Regions from separate parts of the Drosophila melanogaster genome. Here region 2 is linked to region 1. Evidence: chromatin contacts called from public HiChIP or PLAC-seq data. All regions are on one chromosome and are shown on one strand. The core of a region is the stretch at or near the end of the contact, and the rest is flanking DNA. Distances in the headings are between cores, read along the strand shown.

Evidence for each region. HiChIP or PLAC-seq counts read pairs in DNA pulled down with a chosen protein or histone mark.
Region 2: a Psq HiChIP or PLAC-seq map of the Kc167 cell line shows a contact between it and region 1, with 2.6 times the contacts expected there. The contact joins the promoter of Cyp6v1 here to the promoter of RhoGAP19D in region 1. A contact is called at or near these places in 1 of 1 datasets of contacts at CTCF or cohesin (the Kc167 cell line), 3 of 107 Hi-C or Micro-C datasets (the Kc167 cell line and wing imaginal disc) and 2 of 6 datasets of contacts at active chromatin or transcription factors (both in the Kc167 cell line).

The regions. Positions count from the first base shown.
Region 1 is chrX:20,508,027-20,512,751 of dm6, forward strand. It overlaps RhoGAP19D (Rho GTPase activating protein at 19D), which reads right to left and starts at 2,668. Exons shown (of 15, transcript NM_001298567.1): 1 at 2,493-2,668; 2 at 1,340-1,441. It overlaps CG1812, which reads left to right and starts at 3,518. Exons shown (of 4, transcript NM_134553.3): 1 at 3,518-4,061. The coding sequence starts at 3,882.
Region 2 is chrX:20,654,239-20,658,963 of dm6, forward strand. It overlaps Cyp6v1 (Cytochrome P450 6v1), which reads left to right and starts at 2,884. Exons shown (of 4, transcript NM_001298570.1): 1 at 2,884-3,064; 2 at 3,291-4,642. The coding sequence starts at 4,175. It also overlaps asRNA:CR45466.

The DNA of each region.
Region 1 (4,725 bases), core at 1,418-3,917:
TAATAATTAAACACGTCCGAACTCGATTTCCTTTCAGTTTCGAGCTCGAGATTTTAAAGAACCCCATTGGAACCCTATTTTTTAGCAAATAAGTGAGCAAAGTTCATAGAGCATTTGTTTCTGCGCGTGTAACTTCAAGGTTTTATGTAATTTTAGTTTGTTGCTGTTTTTTTTTTACTCGCCCCTTTGGTTTTTTTTTTTTTACTTTTGCTTCTTGCGTGTTGACCAAGACACAAAAAAAAAATTGGAAAACAAAATACAAAATAACATTAGCCCATGGAGAGGCAATAACAGTAACAGTAACCAAAGTCCGGCGCATAAAGTTGAGTTTTCTTACAATTCGTGATTCGGTCCGAGTTCGAGCTCGGGCTGGAAATGCCCGTTATTATTGGCCGGCATTCGCAGGGGGCAGAAACACGTAATGGATTTAACTATTGTTGCAATAATTGCCAATTGGGCAACGTAATTCTTTGCTCATTATACATAATTATCTATTGACTTTTACCATTTGCAGCAGAGGTGCGTGTGCTCCGATTGTTCATGTCTTTATTTGCCCATTGTCCTCAAGTTAGGGGCAATGTCAACGAAGTTAAGTGGCAAAATAGTAAAACAGTAGAGGAAATGGGTAAAAAGTTGGCCGAAAGTGCCCGATAATTCCACTGCGAAATGGGAAATTTTAAACCAGCTGAGTATTGATTGCAAATTACGGAGGTTTCACGAAAATTATCCTGCAATTTTTAAGTGGGCGCTATATGGCAATATCGTTATAGCCAGCAAATACTGCGGTAATTTGGGAATAATTTCAGAAATTAAGTAATTTATTCCTGTTGATTACTTTTTTTAATATTCTTTAATATTCTTCAATGTGACAGGGGTTTTAAAGTTCGAAAAAGGTTAAATCCCTTCAAACGCAATCGTTTGACTGTTAAGGGCTACAATTCTTGTAAATGAAAATTTATTGCACTTATTTATCAAAAAATAAAAAATAATTCAGAAGTTTTAAGAATGAACACATTTTTTTATTCGCCTAATTTCTTGCGTTGTCTCTGTGAATTCTGCAGAAGAATTCTCCGCAGAGAGGAAATGAGAGAAAGAGGTCCAGTAGAAGAGAGAAGGGAGTCTGGTGGTACGTAAACAAAAAAAAAACCTAAAAAGCAGGAAGACAACTTTCGCTGCTGGCATACAACGGAAAATGGAAGACGTGAAAGATGGGAACAGAGCAAGAGAGCAATAAAGAGAGTGCACAAAATGGGCCGAAAAGTGCCGATTCTTCAATTGTTATACTGTTTAGATTTACACAACATTTTTATAAAATAAACAAAAAGCCTATGATACTTACCAAAAACCAGGAAGATTTTCTTCTCCCTTTCTGACGATTTTCTTTTAAACTTTTTTGTTGCTTCCTTTTTGTATATTTATGATTTCGTTTTAATTTTGCAAACTAGAAAAAACACAACAAAAACGGTGTGGAGCTGATAAGGCGATTTATTGTTTGTTTATTTAAGGACATTCCTCAATTCTTTCCCATTCTTTCCTCTCTTTTCTTTTCCTTCTTCTTCTTATCAATGAAATGTGAGTCAGTGGCAGCCAAAAAATCAGCAGTAACGGTCAAAATAATAGCACTTCAAAGGGCATTCTACCGTTAACTACCGATAACTCAAGAAAAGTAGAAAGGAGTGCACTCTTTTACTTTCGTGACATAAGATTGATTATTTTACTTTAAAGATACTAAAATGTTTGTTATTTTTAACAAATTTTAATTGTCAGTAAACGCGATGCTATTGATACTATTATCGTAACCGTAACTGTGTTTTTATGTTTTTTCTTGTGGACTTTTTTGTTTTGCTTTATTTTTTGGGTTCTACATGCTGCCGACGCCGCAGTTGGCGTCGCTGCTGGCAGTTTCCTCATGTGGCGCGCACACACGCACATACCGCACACAAAAACACACTCACACACACCTACACGACTTCATTTCTTTTTCATTTCTTTTCCTTCCTTTCGTAATTGCTCCGCTTTTTTGCTTCTTCTTTAAGGTTGCAGAGTGCGGGAAAGAGAAAGGAAGAAAAAGAAACAGCGCGACAATTTTCATTTGGGCCTGTGCAAAAAAACCACAAATACAGAGTAAAAATCTTTATTTCATGCACGTTGCATTTTGCACTCCAATTGTTGTTGCCGCTTCAGCTTCTGCTTCTTCTTCGCCATTTGACTGTTGCTTTCTTTCGTTGCTTCTGTTGTTGTGGTTGTTGTTTTTGGCGTCGTCGGCGGCGGCGAGCAATAAACTAATTACTTTAACTAGCGAACAACCAAAATGTTTGCCGAATTCGTTGTGTGTTTTTCTTCGCCTTGCATCGATCCTTGTATTTTTTGGAACGCCTTGCACACATTCATCGCTTGCTTTTTACTTTTTTATTACACTTTTCGCCTTTTTCTTTTCACAAAAAAAAAATTTGACGCCACACGTTTGTTGTTGTGGTTGCGCCAGCACTTACGCTGCTTTAATTACTAATGATTCACAATACAATCAAGCGATCGCGCGCGCACCGTCTGCACTTTCGGCCAAATTACAATTAATTAGTTGTGTATTTTACTCTACTTCTTGTTTTACTTGCTCCGCTTTCCACTCGATTTCGTCCGATGTGATTTTCGAGTGACCAGACCAGTCGAGTAGAGGTGGAATACGGCCGATGCCACGCAGGCTATCGATGTTTTCATGCCTGGACGTATGTCGATACTTTGCAGCAGCTTATCGGCTTATGCTGCGATATCACCACTGGACGAAACTTTGGCCATTAGTTAACACTGGAGACTATAGATATTGTGAGAAAAAAAATTAAATACAATTTTTTTACCTGCTAGCCTGCACTTTATTCTGAAATATTTGCAGTGAATAGATACAGCACGCTGAATAAATGTTGGTCCAAGAATGGAACGCGTATTTTTAAGAGTGTATTTGAACTCACCCACACTAATATCATAGTGTATTAATTTAAATATATATTTATATAATATATAATACTTAATTAGATATCTTTTCTCGTATCAAAATTATTTGCGGATCCGAAAAACATTTTCTAACAAGAAACAACTGCCTAACGTGAAATACTTCAATGTCTCTGATAAGATTGACTTTTTTAAAGAAATTAATTAATTATTCTTTTAGTATTAATATTTCTGCCTAAAGTTAACGTAAGCTATCTTACTAAGCTAAACTAAGTAACTAACATAGACTTATTTTGGTGCAAATTTAACAATTTCATTTTTAAATGCTACCATATCAATGTTAAAGGGGAAATTCGCGAGCTTTTGACTTCAAAAGCTAGCATTCTCTTATAAAAACCTTTTAAATTGCATACTCACCCGTCTCCCAATTAAAAGCACCCAGGAATACGGGTATATATATGAAATTTGAAAATATAATTTTAAACGATCGCGCTCCGCAATCGATAGCTAAATGCGCATCACTAGCGGTGCTAGCCGACTTGGCAGTTCAAACGTCAAGAGAAGAAACGTCAAAAACGCGAAAAGTAAAAAGTCGCAAGAGGGAAAAGAAGCAAAGAGGTAGCAACAAGCAAAGAAATCGCACGCGAAACTTTTTTCTCTGCCAGTGTTTAGCAATAATTTAGCTAATTTCGTGCGTATATTTGTCGTAGAACGGTTCATAGTTCGCCAAATAACGGTTTGTAGACAGCTGGCCGCGAGTGTAAACAGAACGTGCTGCCCTCTCGCTCGCACTCGCACTCGCGCACCAGAAGCTCGGTCATCTCAAGAATTTCTTATCAGACGGATTCCCCAACCTTGGGACCACATAGGTTAACATATATATAGGTTAATAGCCCGCTCTAATCTTTGGTCCGTTCCGAGAGAGTACAGCGAACAGCATGGCAGCGACGCCAGCGCCAGCAGTGACGCCGGCAGCGACAGCAACGTCGGCTGCGGCCAAAATTCCTGTGAATCCCGTGTCCCCCGAGGAGGAGACCCTTCTGCGGGGCCTCAACAAGCTGCGCAACGAGGAGAAACTCACGGACGTCACTCTGATCGTCGAGGAGCACCGATTCAAGGTAGGACCCCACCCACACCATTATAGATCCGAGCAATAGCTACATGGAACAGCCCCATCTGTGGATCTGCTTCAGAGATCGTGCCACATCTGTGGGATCAGCTGAGCTACGAGCGGTTACGTCTAGCCTCATGGACACGGCACATCGGCGAAGGCGGATGAAGTTGGGTTGCACAAGTTTGGCTCCCAGAGTGCGCATAGCAAGTATGCATAGATTATCTTTCAGAGCAACTTGGTTGTGATTAGGCTAGGTTAGTTACGACAATACCTTCAATGGCCTGCGCATAGGACAAATAGAAATCGCACTAAACCGGATTGCTCGCATCCTAAACTCGGCGGTTTGGCAGTTTGGCTAGTTGGCCAGTTGGCCATTTGGCCATTTTGCGAGCTCGTGTTAATTATATATCGGAAACCACGAAAGCATAAGGTGACTAGTTATAGGGTTAGAGTGGCAAGTGGTAGGCGAATCGATAATCGTGGCCAGCAAAAAAGCTCATCTTTACTTTCTCTTGCTAATAATACAAATACGAAAACAAATTCGCGACACAAATTGATGTGTTTCGGCCGATGACGCATTTTCATCGCGCTACCTATGAATATTTAGGGATTCCCGGAATCAGACTCATATATTCAGATACATACATAAATCCAGAAAATTCATAGAA
Region 2 (4,725 bases), core at 1,634-4,133, 150 kb after region 1:
GATATGTGCATGCACATACATACATACATATGTATGTACATAGATGTGCAAAATGTATTTGGAAAATGATCCAAAAAGATAAAGGCAGAAAAAATTAGGAAATGGTATGCAAATATTTAACGTTGAAACGATTCTTGTACATTTAAAACTCGTATACATATCTTTGAATATATCATAAAAATGTTGTTAACAAAAAGCCAAATATAACAGTAACGTCAAGTAGCTAAGCTCGACTGCCAGATACCCGTTACTCTCATTGCGACGAAAATGGCGATATGCAGGCAGCAAATAGTTATTAACAAACAAAGTAAAATGATGACCTTTCCATCATTTCATACATTTTTCGTACTACCCATCAAATTCAATCACAAGCTTATAGTAAGCGGGAAAGTTCAAGGAGCGCCATAATGAGAGTTTTCCCCAAAGACTAAATATCGAGATTAATCCCCGGAAAAGTACGCCACCTGACGCAACTCCCACAAGCGGAAAATCGGGGGCGGGAAAACTACTTTTCCGAAGGCGTGGATGCGTGACAATAATTAAAAGATCTCCAATGCAAACAGCGCAAATGGAATGAAAACAAGGTCGCAGGCCGAAAACTAATAGCTAAAGCAAATTCAGTCACCCTCCCATCGCTTCAACCTGCCACGCCCACCGCTTAACCCACTGCAGCCAGCGCCTTGAAATGCGCACGCAAATGTTTGTATGTTTGTCTGTTTGACTGTTTGCCTGTCTATTTGTTTGTTTGTTGATTGAGACGGCTTTGATTTGCGCTGAGCTGATTTTGATGGGTGGACGAGGGGGGTGTGCTGGGCTGCGCTGGGCGGAATGGGTGGGTTTTTGGGTTGGTTAAGACAAGTGCGCTGGTGTTTGCAGAGCCGTTGTGTGCATAAGCAACGGCGATTATTGACACACCGCCGAGCGATGCCACAGCTACAGTGAGCACTCGCATTGGGCGCCTTAGACCCTAAAGAGCAATTCAAGCTCTGTAAAAACATAACTGAGCAGCAGTTGGTCCAACAGAAAATAGTTGGAATAGTTAGTTACACCGACACTCTGTAGGTTGCTGGTGTTGCATCCGCAGAGGTTTCACCGTACGTCCCACCCTGGAAAAACGCAAATCGAACTGCAGCGCGTGATTTTCGGAAGGTAAGGCCCGGAAAGTCTCGAAATCGAAATCGCCCGCCCAGAGCCACGCCCCTTTGTCAGTTGGCGGAAAACCCTTTCTGTGCGGTCGTGCGTGAAATTTAATCAAAGCAAGACTTAACCCCACGACGCCCCCCATACCAATCGGCGTCCCCTTAACCCCCATGTGAGCCATCAATGTGGCCAACAGTTTTCGGTGTCCCAAAAGTAGACGACATACAAACAACCGGAAATGTTGCACATTTGTAACTTCAGCACACTTTTCCAGAAGGAGTTGAGCGTGTGGGAAAAGTCGGAAAACTGCTCAACAGGGGACTGAGGAGTGGACGTGAAAGTTTTCCATCCGCAGCAAGTGCAAATTTCTGTCAATTGTTGTAAATGGAGTTTCCTTTCTCCTCCGAGCAGCAATTTGTTTGGTAGTGTTTAATTTTTTTACCCAAAATCAGGGGAAAGTAGTTCAATACTGGCCTCACAACAAACTGTTTTCGGGATTCACGAAAATTCAAAGTTTTAATTTCCGATAAGCAACATTTGTTGATGTTTTCGTTTGTTATAAAATAAATTTTAAGCAATAAAAAACAAAAGATACAAGCACACATAAAAGTACTTATTAACTGTAGTTAGTACTAGTTAGTTAACTTAATAATAACACGGCAAAGTTGTTAAGTTATCAGGTAGATAAGTTATACCAAAACCTATCATACTCCACATTTATTTAATTTTGTGCCAGCTTTTTGATTTGGCGCCCACTTTGCACAGGGATGCCTCCTTCGTTAGTTATCGATATTCCCTTGCAAACAGAAGAATACGCGAAAATCAAATCAGCTGAACCGCAACAACAAATGCACGTAACAGAGAAAAAACGAAAAGCAGAGGCAACGAATGGCAGAGGACAGCCAAAACGTTTATTTATAAATCATCACAGGCGACAAGAAATAAGTAATCGAAAAGAACACAATAAAAGCTAGAATGAAAAGCCCTAACAACGAGAAGTGACCATTGTCTTTGTCTTGTACTGCACCCGCTAACAAAAACAAATTTACGCTCTCTTCGCTCTCTTTGTTTTCATCGAAAGATTCGCGGTCACCGTCGCGTCACGTCATTGTTGTTGTTTTGCAGTTTCGCTTTTAATCGTCACTTTTATTTGCGGTCTACTTTGCGCTTTGGCATCTTTCTGTCACCAACAGTGGGACAAACCGAAAGCGCTGGCTCACACGTTGAATAAAAATATACATACATATTTCTAGTAGTTTTTCTGAATATGACTAAAACACAACACAACTTCAATAAATTAGGAATTAAATGTATGAATAAAACGAAATATACATACAATTGCAGTTGTTTTATTAGATATTCCAGCTAAACATTAGAACTAAGCCAAAGATAATTTTTTTGTGATGCATTGCTGTGGGATGTTATTAATTGGACGAAATCACATTTGACCATCACATTGATCGCATCACATACAAATTCAATTATTTTAAGACTTTTTAAAATTAATTTAAAAAATATGGATTTTTGTCATGTATGTAGTTGCTGTGGGGTCGCTGTGCATTCGATTACCTGGACGAAACCGCATTTGACCACCCCTCGCTAAAATGAGTTTCACTGTGCGAACTAGAACATGTGCCTCATGACATGACTGTTCAAATTCTTCGCAAAGCTCTCTTTTTGCGCTCTCTTCTGTATCTGTGTACTATCCCGCCGAAAGATCTCTCCCTCTCTCTTTTGTCTCCCGCAAACTTGCGGTTAATAAAATAAAGCACAAAAGAACAGCATACGTTGATGGGGGCGTCGTCGCCGCTCTGTCGACGTCGCTGCCTTCGTGGGGCTTTGGTCGTTGACGTAGCGTCAGTTAAAAAGCGTCGCTTGGTGGAGCTAGCAAGCGATTTTATTTATATTTTTAGACTTATTTTCTGTAATTCGCTATTTGTAAATTGTATTCGCGGTTTTTTCGCATTTCTCTTGCGACTTCTCTTTCTATCCCTCTCTCTGTGTCTTTCTGCGCGGTGCTCTTCTTCTTTTCGTTCGGCGTGGCTATTTCTTCTTTCGCCTCTTCCATTTGTTGTTGACGTCGCGTTGTTGTGCATTTAATTCTTCATTGTGGTCTGTTTTAGTCATTTTTTTTACATATTTTTTTGTAGTTGTCGTTTCAAATGTGATATAATTAGTTAAGTATTTATTTATAAAACACGCGACGCCGAGAAAAGCCAGAAAGCCCGATAAAGGGACATTGAGGATTGCTAACAAAACAACAACTACAACGATTGGCGGAAAAGAGAGCAACGCAAAGGAGCTACAAAAACAACAAAGACAAAGAGAATCAACAAATAACGGCAAAGCCCCACGCGGAGGAGCGCCAAAACGATAAGAAAAAAGTAGAGCTAAAGCAAAAGCAGAAACAGAAACAACCATAAAACAACGGAAAATGCAGAATATTATTAAACCGCGCAGATAAAATAAAATTTGTCAACCACATTGTTCGAAAGCCCCGACTAAATAAATTGAAAACAAAACTTGAAGAAAGACTATCGGACGATCTTCGAAGAAGAAATATTGCTGGGAAAATAGAACGCTCTTAAGAGAAATGAAATCAGCGAAGTTCAAATAGATTTCCAACAGGAGTTAGAAATGAATTGGATAAATTAAAGATCTCTGTGCAACTAAAAAACACATCAGAAATACGAAGAAATCAAAGAAGCATCATTACAAAAAAAAAAAAAAAATACTATTGAATTTTCACTGAATAAATACATTTAAAAGCTCTTTAGTACTTTATATATATATGAAATCAGAGAACAACTAATAACTTTAGCTTAAAAAACATAGCAAGTTAACTACGGTCGTATAAAAAATACCATATCCGGAGTCATTGTGTCTTACAACAAACAGACGATCAAAACAAAAGCGAAGAGGTCACAACTGCTGGAATAATCTGAAATCTTAGATCGGTCAATCCAAGGCACTATCCGCATATCCCTCCACGATTCAGCCACCGCTGGACCTGACTGCGGATCCCGAGTGCGAGATGGTGTACTCCACGAACATCCTGCTGGCGATAGTGACGATCCTGACGGGCGTGTTCATCTGGTCCCGGCGCACCTACGTCTACTGGCAGCGCCGGCGGGTGAAGTTCGTCCAGCCGACCCACCTGCTGGGCAACCTGAGCCGGGTGCTCCGACTGGAGGAGTCCTTTGCTCTCCAGTTGCGCCGCTTCTACTTCGACGAGCGGTTTCGCAACGAGCCCGTCGTGGGTATCTATCTGTTCCACCAGCCAGCCCTGCTTATCCGCGATCTCCAGCTGGTCCGCACCGTTCTGGTTGAGGATTTCGTCAGCTTCTCCAACCGATTCGCCAAGTGCGACGGGCGCAGCGATAAAATGGGCGCCTTATCGCTATTTTTGGCCAAACAACCCGAATGGCGCGAGATCCGCACCCGTTTAGCACCAGCCTTCGCTGGCGCCAAGCTGAAACAGATGTTCTCGCTGATGGAGGAGGTGAGTCACTCAACCAGCCGGGTCCAAGTTGCAAACTCCCGCTCCCAGGTCCACGACACACGTTCGGAACTCTTACACCGACC